2 separate regions of the Mus musculus genome follow, and region 1 is linked to region 2. A link is a contact called in public Micro-C data. All regions are on one chromosome and are shown on one strand. Each heading gives the region's core, a stretch centred on a gene start, on an enhancer-like site or on the middle of the called end of the contact. The rest is flanking DNA. Distances are from core to core; before and after follow the strand shown.

What was found. A called contact is a pair of places that touch in the nucleus more often than the background predicts.
Region 1: a Micro-C map of embryonic stem cells shows a contact between it and region 2, with 2.9 times the contacts expected there. The contact joins the promoter of Bicdl1 here to the promoter of Cabp1 in region 2. A contact is called at or near these places in 1 of 484 Hi-C or Micro-C datasets (embryonic stem cells) and 1 of 115 datasets of contacts at active chromatin or transcription factors (pancreatic cancer cells).

What each region holds. Positions count from the first base shown.
Region 1 is chr5:115,730,214-115,732,932 of GRCm38.p6, reverse strand. Bicdl1 (BICD family like cargo adaptor 1) reads left to right here and starts at 1,312. Exons shown (of 9, transcript NM_001080808.2): 1 at 1,312-1,811. The coding sequence starts at 1,374.
Region 2 is chr5:115,193,041-115,195,822 of GRCm38.p6, reverse strand. It overlaps Cabp1 (calcium binding protein 1), which reads left to right and starts at 1,442. Exons shown (of 6, transcript NM_001310712.1): 1 at 1,442-2,169. The coding sequence starts at 1,576. Gm35515 (a long non-coding RNA gene) reads right to left here and starts at 1,485. Exons shown (of 3, transcript XR_387599.4): 1 at 933-1,485.

The sequences.
Region 1 (2,719 bases), core at 63-2,562, 540 kb before region 2:
TTGTCCGCAGCCCCCTCGGACCACAGACCAGCTAGGATACCCCACCACAAGACCCAATCCAAATGGGGCTCCCGCCAGCTCCCCAAACCGAAGAGAGGCTGCGGGCTGGGGCCGCGGAGGCGAGGAAGAGGACGCGTGCCGCTGCAGAGCGCCATCAGGGGTGAGAGCGTGGGAGTCTGGAGGAGGAGGAGGCCACACCCAGAGGTGCGAGCGCGGGGGGCGTGGCCCCGGCGAAAACGAGGCAGGGGGCGTGGCCGAGCGCCAAGCTGAGGAGGAGTCGGAGAAGTGGTGGACGTAGAGCCGCACCCTTAGGTGAGCGCGCAGGGGGCGTGGCCACACCTAGAGCTGGGAACGAGGCTGAGGGCGTGGCTCCAGGCCGGGGGCGTGGCCGTCCCCACCCCCCCCCCCCACACACACACACGGGAGGGAGAGGCTCCGGCCTTTCAGGACGCGCTGAGCTTCCCCACGGGCGGCGCGCGCATCCGTCCCCGCGTCGCGTGAGGCCACGTCCGGGTTAGGCGGGCGCCACCTGGGCGCGGCCGAGGCGAGCGGAGCGTCGGCGAATCCCGCGCGGGCGCGGCGGCGAACAGGTGCCCGCGCGCGTCAGGCGCCGGCCCCCGGGGCGGGGAAGAGGGGCGCGGCCGGAAGCGCGGGGCGGGCGGGCGGAGGAGCGAGCCCGGCGGGCGAGCCGGGCGGGTTCCTCGGCCGGGTGAGCTGCGGGGCCGGGCAGGCAAGAAGGAAGGACTGCTCCGGGGCTGTGCGGCCAACGATGTCGAGCCGCCGCCTCGGCCCCTGCAGCAGCAGCAGCCGCCGTCGCCGCCGCTGCTGCCGCCGAGCCGGGGGACATGGAGCGCGGCTGCAAGGAGCGGCCGACGGCAGCAGCAGCAACGAGCGACGCAGCGACAGCGGAGCGCAGCCCTCCCCGTGAGGCGCCGGCCGGCCGGCGGCGGCGGCGACGGCGGCAGCAGAAGCAGCAGCGGCAGCAACAGGGCGGCTGAACCCCGGCCGCGGCGGCGATCCTTAGCGCGGCTTCTCCTCCCGCTCCGCACCCCGCCACCCCTCTTCAATCTCCCCTTCTGCCGCTCTTGCCCACCCCCGTCGTCCGCGTCCCGGGCGCGCGCCAGCAGCTGAGCCCCCCGGGGGCGGGGGCGCGTGTCGCCGGCGCGGGGGAGGGGCCGCCCGCCTGCCCGCCCGCGCGCGCCGCGCCCAGGGCTCGCGGGGACCCGGGGGGCGCGTGCCGCGGCGCAAGGCGAGGCGAAGCGCGGGGCGGCGCGGCGGGGCCCCTCCCCCGCCATCCCCATCCCCACCCCCCGCCTTGCAGCCTGGCGCGCGCCGGCCGGGCCGCACCGCTGCGGGCTCGGCGCGCGCGGGCCATGTCCGCCTTCTGCCTGGGCTTGGCCGGCCGAGCTTCAGCACCCGCCGAGCCGGACAGCGCCTGCTGCATGGAGCTGCCCGCTGGGGCCGGGGACGCAGTCCGGAGTCCCGCCACTGCTGCCGCCCTCGTCTCCTTCCCCGGAGGTCCCGGGGAACTGGAACTGGCCTTAGAGGAGGAGCTGGCGTTGCTGGCGGCCGGGGAGCGGTCGTCCGAGCCCGGCGAGCATCCTCAGGCGGAGCCGGAGTCTCCGGTTGAGGGGCACGGGCCGCCGCTGCCGCCGCCGCCTACCCAGGATCCCGAGCTGCTGTCGGTGATCCGCCAGAAGGAGAAGGATCTGGTGTTGGCGGCCCGACTAGGCAAGGCGCTGCTCGAGAGGAACCAGGACATGAGCCGGCAGTACGAGCAGATGCACAAGGAGCTGACGGACAAGCTAGAGGTGAGGACCTTCCGGCGGCATGGGTGGGGAGCTGGGGTGCCTGCCTGTCCTCCCCGTTTCCGTGCCTAGTCTACCTCGAAGAAGATCATCGAGAACGGGGAGGCAGGAGGGATAGTTTTCACCAGCATCAGCGCGTTCGTTGAGCCCACCTGCCTTTCCCACCCAGCTCGGATGTGAGTCCGTGCACGTCTCTCACCGTTGTGGGCCGTTCTATATATGTATTGTACACAGAGTCTAAAATAGAGCTTACAGTATGACTAATTTATACAGCACCAAGGCGATATCTGCACACAGAAATGAGAACATCGAGAAGCATTTAAAATATGCTTCAGGTGTTCGGAGAAGCAGTTAATCTCTAATCAGGGTGTTAGCCCAGAGCTTTCCAGTCCGGGCATTAAGGCCTCTGGATGCCCTTGTCTTAACTTTCTGGCAGAGAGTTGTGGGGAACAAGTGCCTCGAAAGGAGCTTTATATAGCTTTCAAATGCTTAGGGATTAGGGGATGTGGTTCCATTGCAGAAATCAGAGAAGGCAGGGCTCATCATGTGATTAGTTTGGGCTTCAGTAGCTATGTGTGTCTCAGTAGTACTTTCCTGTGTCCTGGGTCTTAGCATGTATGTTACTTTTAACCACTACTAAAAACATTTCCCCTCACCCACCCCTGTGGGAGGGTCGTTTCCTGGCAAAATGGTTCAGTGGGTAAGGTCACTTGCCCCAATTGGTTCCTCAGAACCCATGTGGGATGTCACTAGCAACGTGTCCTCCGGCCTACACACACACCCCAGTTAATAAATAATCCTAAGTACGTTTTCAAATGAGTAATATTTCTGTTAATTCCATGCAACAACATCGTCTACAACTGTGTTTATTGGGATTTTGCTCTTAAGCAGAAAGAGTCTTGAATGGTAAC
Region 2 (2,782 bases), core at 193-2,692:
ACAGAATTTCTCTGTATAGCTCTGGCTGTCCTGGAACTCAGAAATCCGCCTGTCTCTGCCTCCCAAGTGCTGGGATTAAAGGTGTGCACCGTTACTGCCCAGCTTTATTTATTTATATGACAGGGTCTCATGTAGCCCAGCCTGGCCTGGAACTCGTTATTCTAACCCTCCTGTTTGCTTCTCCCAAGGGATTTCAGACATGTGCCACCACACCCAGATCCCCCCCCCAAAACACACACACACACACACACACACACACACACACACACGAGTTAGAATAGTTAAACAGAGTCTTACTCTGAAGCCTCAAGTTTATAGCAATTCTGGTTCCTCCACCTACCACATGCTGGAATTGCAGGCCCATGCCACCACGTCCAGATCTTTCTTTTTTTGCACATGCATAGGTAGAAATACACCATGCAAAAAAGAGGGTCCTCCTCGAAGCCCCGTGATATTGGGAGTCTGCCCATCTATCCTAATGAGGCTAAGCAGTGAGCAGGTTGTAAGGGACAGAGGATGGGCAGAGAACAGGGAGGCCCTCGCCTCCAAATCTTAACGTCCCTACTACTAAGCACCTTGGTACAAGGGGGCCTCAGGAGGTGCAGACTGGAGAGAAGCTGCTAAATGAGTGTGTGCCCTGTGCCAGCTCCCTCCTGCTGGAGTCTTTCTTGAGCACCAGGAAATCTTGTGTCGCCACGAAATCAGTTTGGGAAGAATCATTTGCATTTCACTGAAGAGGGGAAACCGGCTCAGGGAGGCTGATGACACTTGCCCAAGCTTCCCAGATGGCAAGCTGCAGAGCTGGGATTTGAGATTGAAACCAGCACAGTGTGACTTCCTGGATGCTTACCAAGGGCAGGAGTCCTCTCTCTAACAACTAGAAGGGCAGGAGGTGGTTCGATGGAGAAACAAGCATAGCCAACGTGTCCTACCTGGAACTTGACCACCACCAGGCACTTCCGGGACAGGTAGCTGCAGCCAGATGCCACCTGGCTCCTCTTCTGTTGTGTCAACTGTAAATTCCGTGGCTGACTTGCTCGGGGCAATCCTAGTCCGGTGTACTCTATGGAAGGTGGATGGACGAGGCATGGATACACTCCTAGCTTTATCCTTCCAGGTCATCTGGCTCCTGCGTTTGTCTGGATGGTGTCACAGAGTGCCTGCATCCTAGCTGAGTCTCTAGCGTCCTGCACCCCTTTGGTCCTATTGCCAAAGTTGTTCTCTCTGGAAAGTGCACCCTTGCTTGACTTTGGGGTGAGGGGGGGGCGACCGGCCGATCCTGGGCATGGAGGGATCCTCTGGGCGTGATAAGGGGCTCCGCCAGTCTCCTTGGGGGAGGTTAGCCAGCCCCTTCCCTCGTGCTCACATTCAGTGCCGCAGCGCCCCCTTGGCCACCAGAGGCGCCCGGAAGCGGGACTCCCCGAGCGCTGGGCGGGGCGAGGGGCGGGGCGCGGCGGCACCTGGGCCGCGGGAGAGCCGGGGGTGGGCTCTCGGGGGACAACCAGCTGCCCCCCCAGATCTGCAGCGCCGGCCGCCGGGAGCTCGAGGCTCCAGGCGCAGAGGCTGCGCTGTCACATGGGCGGCGGCGACGGGGCCGCATTTAAGCGGCCAGGGGACGGCGCCCGCCTGCAGCGCGTCCTCGGGCTTGGCTCCCGCCGGGCGCCCCGCTCTCTGCCCTCCGGGGGCCCCGCACCACCCCCGCCGGGCCATGCGAGCGCGGGCCCCGCCGCGATGAGCTCGCACATTGCCAAGAGCGAGTCCAAGACGTCGCTGCTCAAGGCGGCGGCGGCGAGCGGGGGCAGCCGGGCTCCCCGCCACAGCTCTGCGCGGGACCCCGGGCTGCGTGGCCGCCGGCTGCCCGGTCCCTGCCCCGGCTCGCCTCCACCGTGCGGGGACCCCAGCTCGCGGAGGCCCCTGTGCCGGCCCGTGCCGCGGGACGAGGGCGCGCGCGGGAGCCGGCGTGGGCTGCCCCAGGCGCACTGCAGGCCCCGGGAGACGCTACCGCCGGCCCGCGGGCGCGATGGGGAGGAACGGGGGCTGGCGCCAGCGCTCGGTCTACGGGGCTCCCTGCGATCGCGGGGTCGCGGGGACCCGGCTCCTGCTGGCACCCCCGAGGCGGACCCGTTCCTCCACCGGCTGCGCCCCATGCTCAGCTCCGCCTTCGGCCAGGTAAGGGCCGCGCCCCTCGCCCGCGCTCCGGGCACCGGCGCTCGGGACCCTACGGCGGCGGCGCGTCCCCGGTTCTGCTCGCTCTGCCCAGTCGGGGTGCACCTTGGCTCATCCTGTCCTCCCGCGGCCCTGGCGCTCCGCCACCCCCGTGTCTGATTCAGCACCCTGTGCGCTGTCCACACTTCGGGCCTCTTCCTGGGCGCCGCTCAGCTGAGCCTGCCTCGCACCTGCAAGAGCGACCTCCGCAATCCTCCGGGAGATTTTCCAGGGTCGTGAGCAGCGCTTGGAGCAGGCGGCGCCAACCTTCTCCTCTCTCTGGCCTCTGGCGACCCAGAGGAGCGAAGGGCTTGGAGTCTGAGCGGCAAAGGGGGAGGGCCTGGGAGTACAGCGAGTTGCTTGTGGATGATTTATACTAGCCGTGACTTAGAGTGTCCTCAAAGGTCTGGGAAAGTTAGGGGATTGGAAAAATGGGGAGGAGAAGAGATGTCTGGACAGGCATGAAGGGTCTGTCCAGAGCTACGGCTCCATCTAGAACTTGAGAGTGTTTTCAAGGAAGATGGTATTCCAGGGATGCTATCTGAATGGCAGTTAGGCAATTGTGGGATAAGACCCA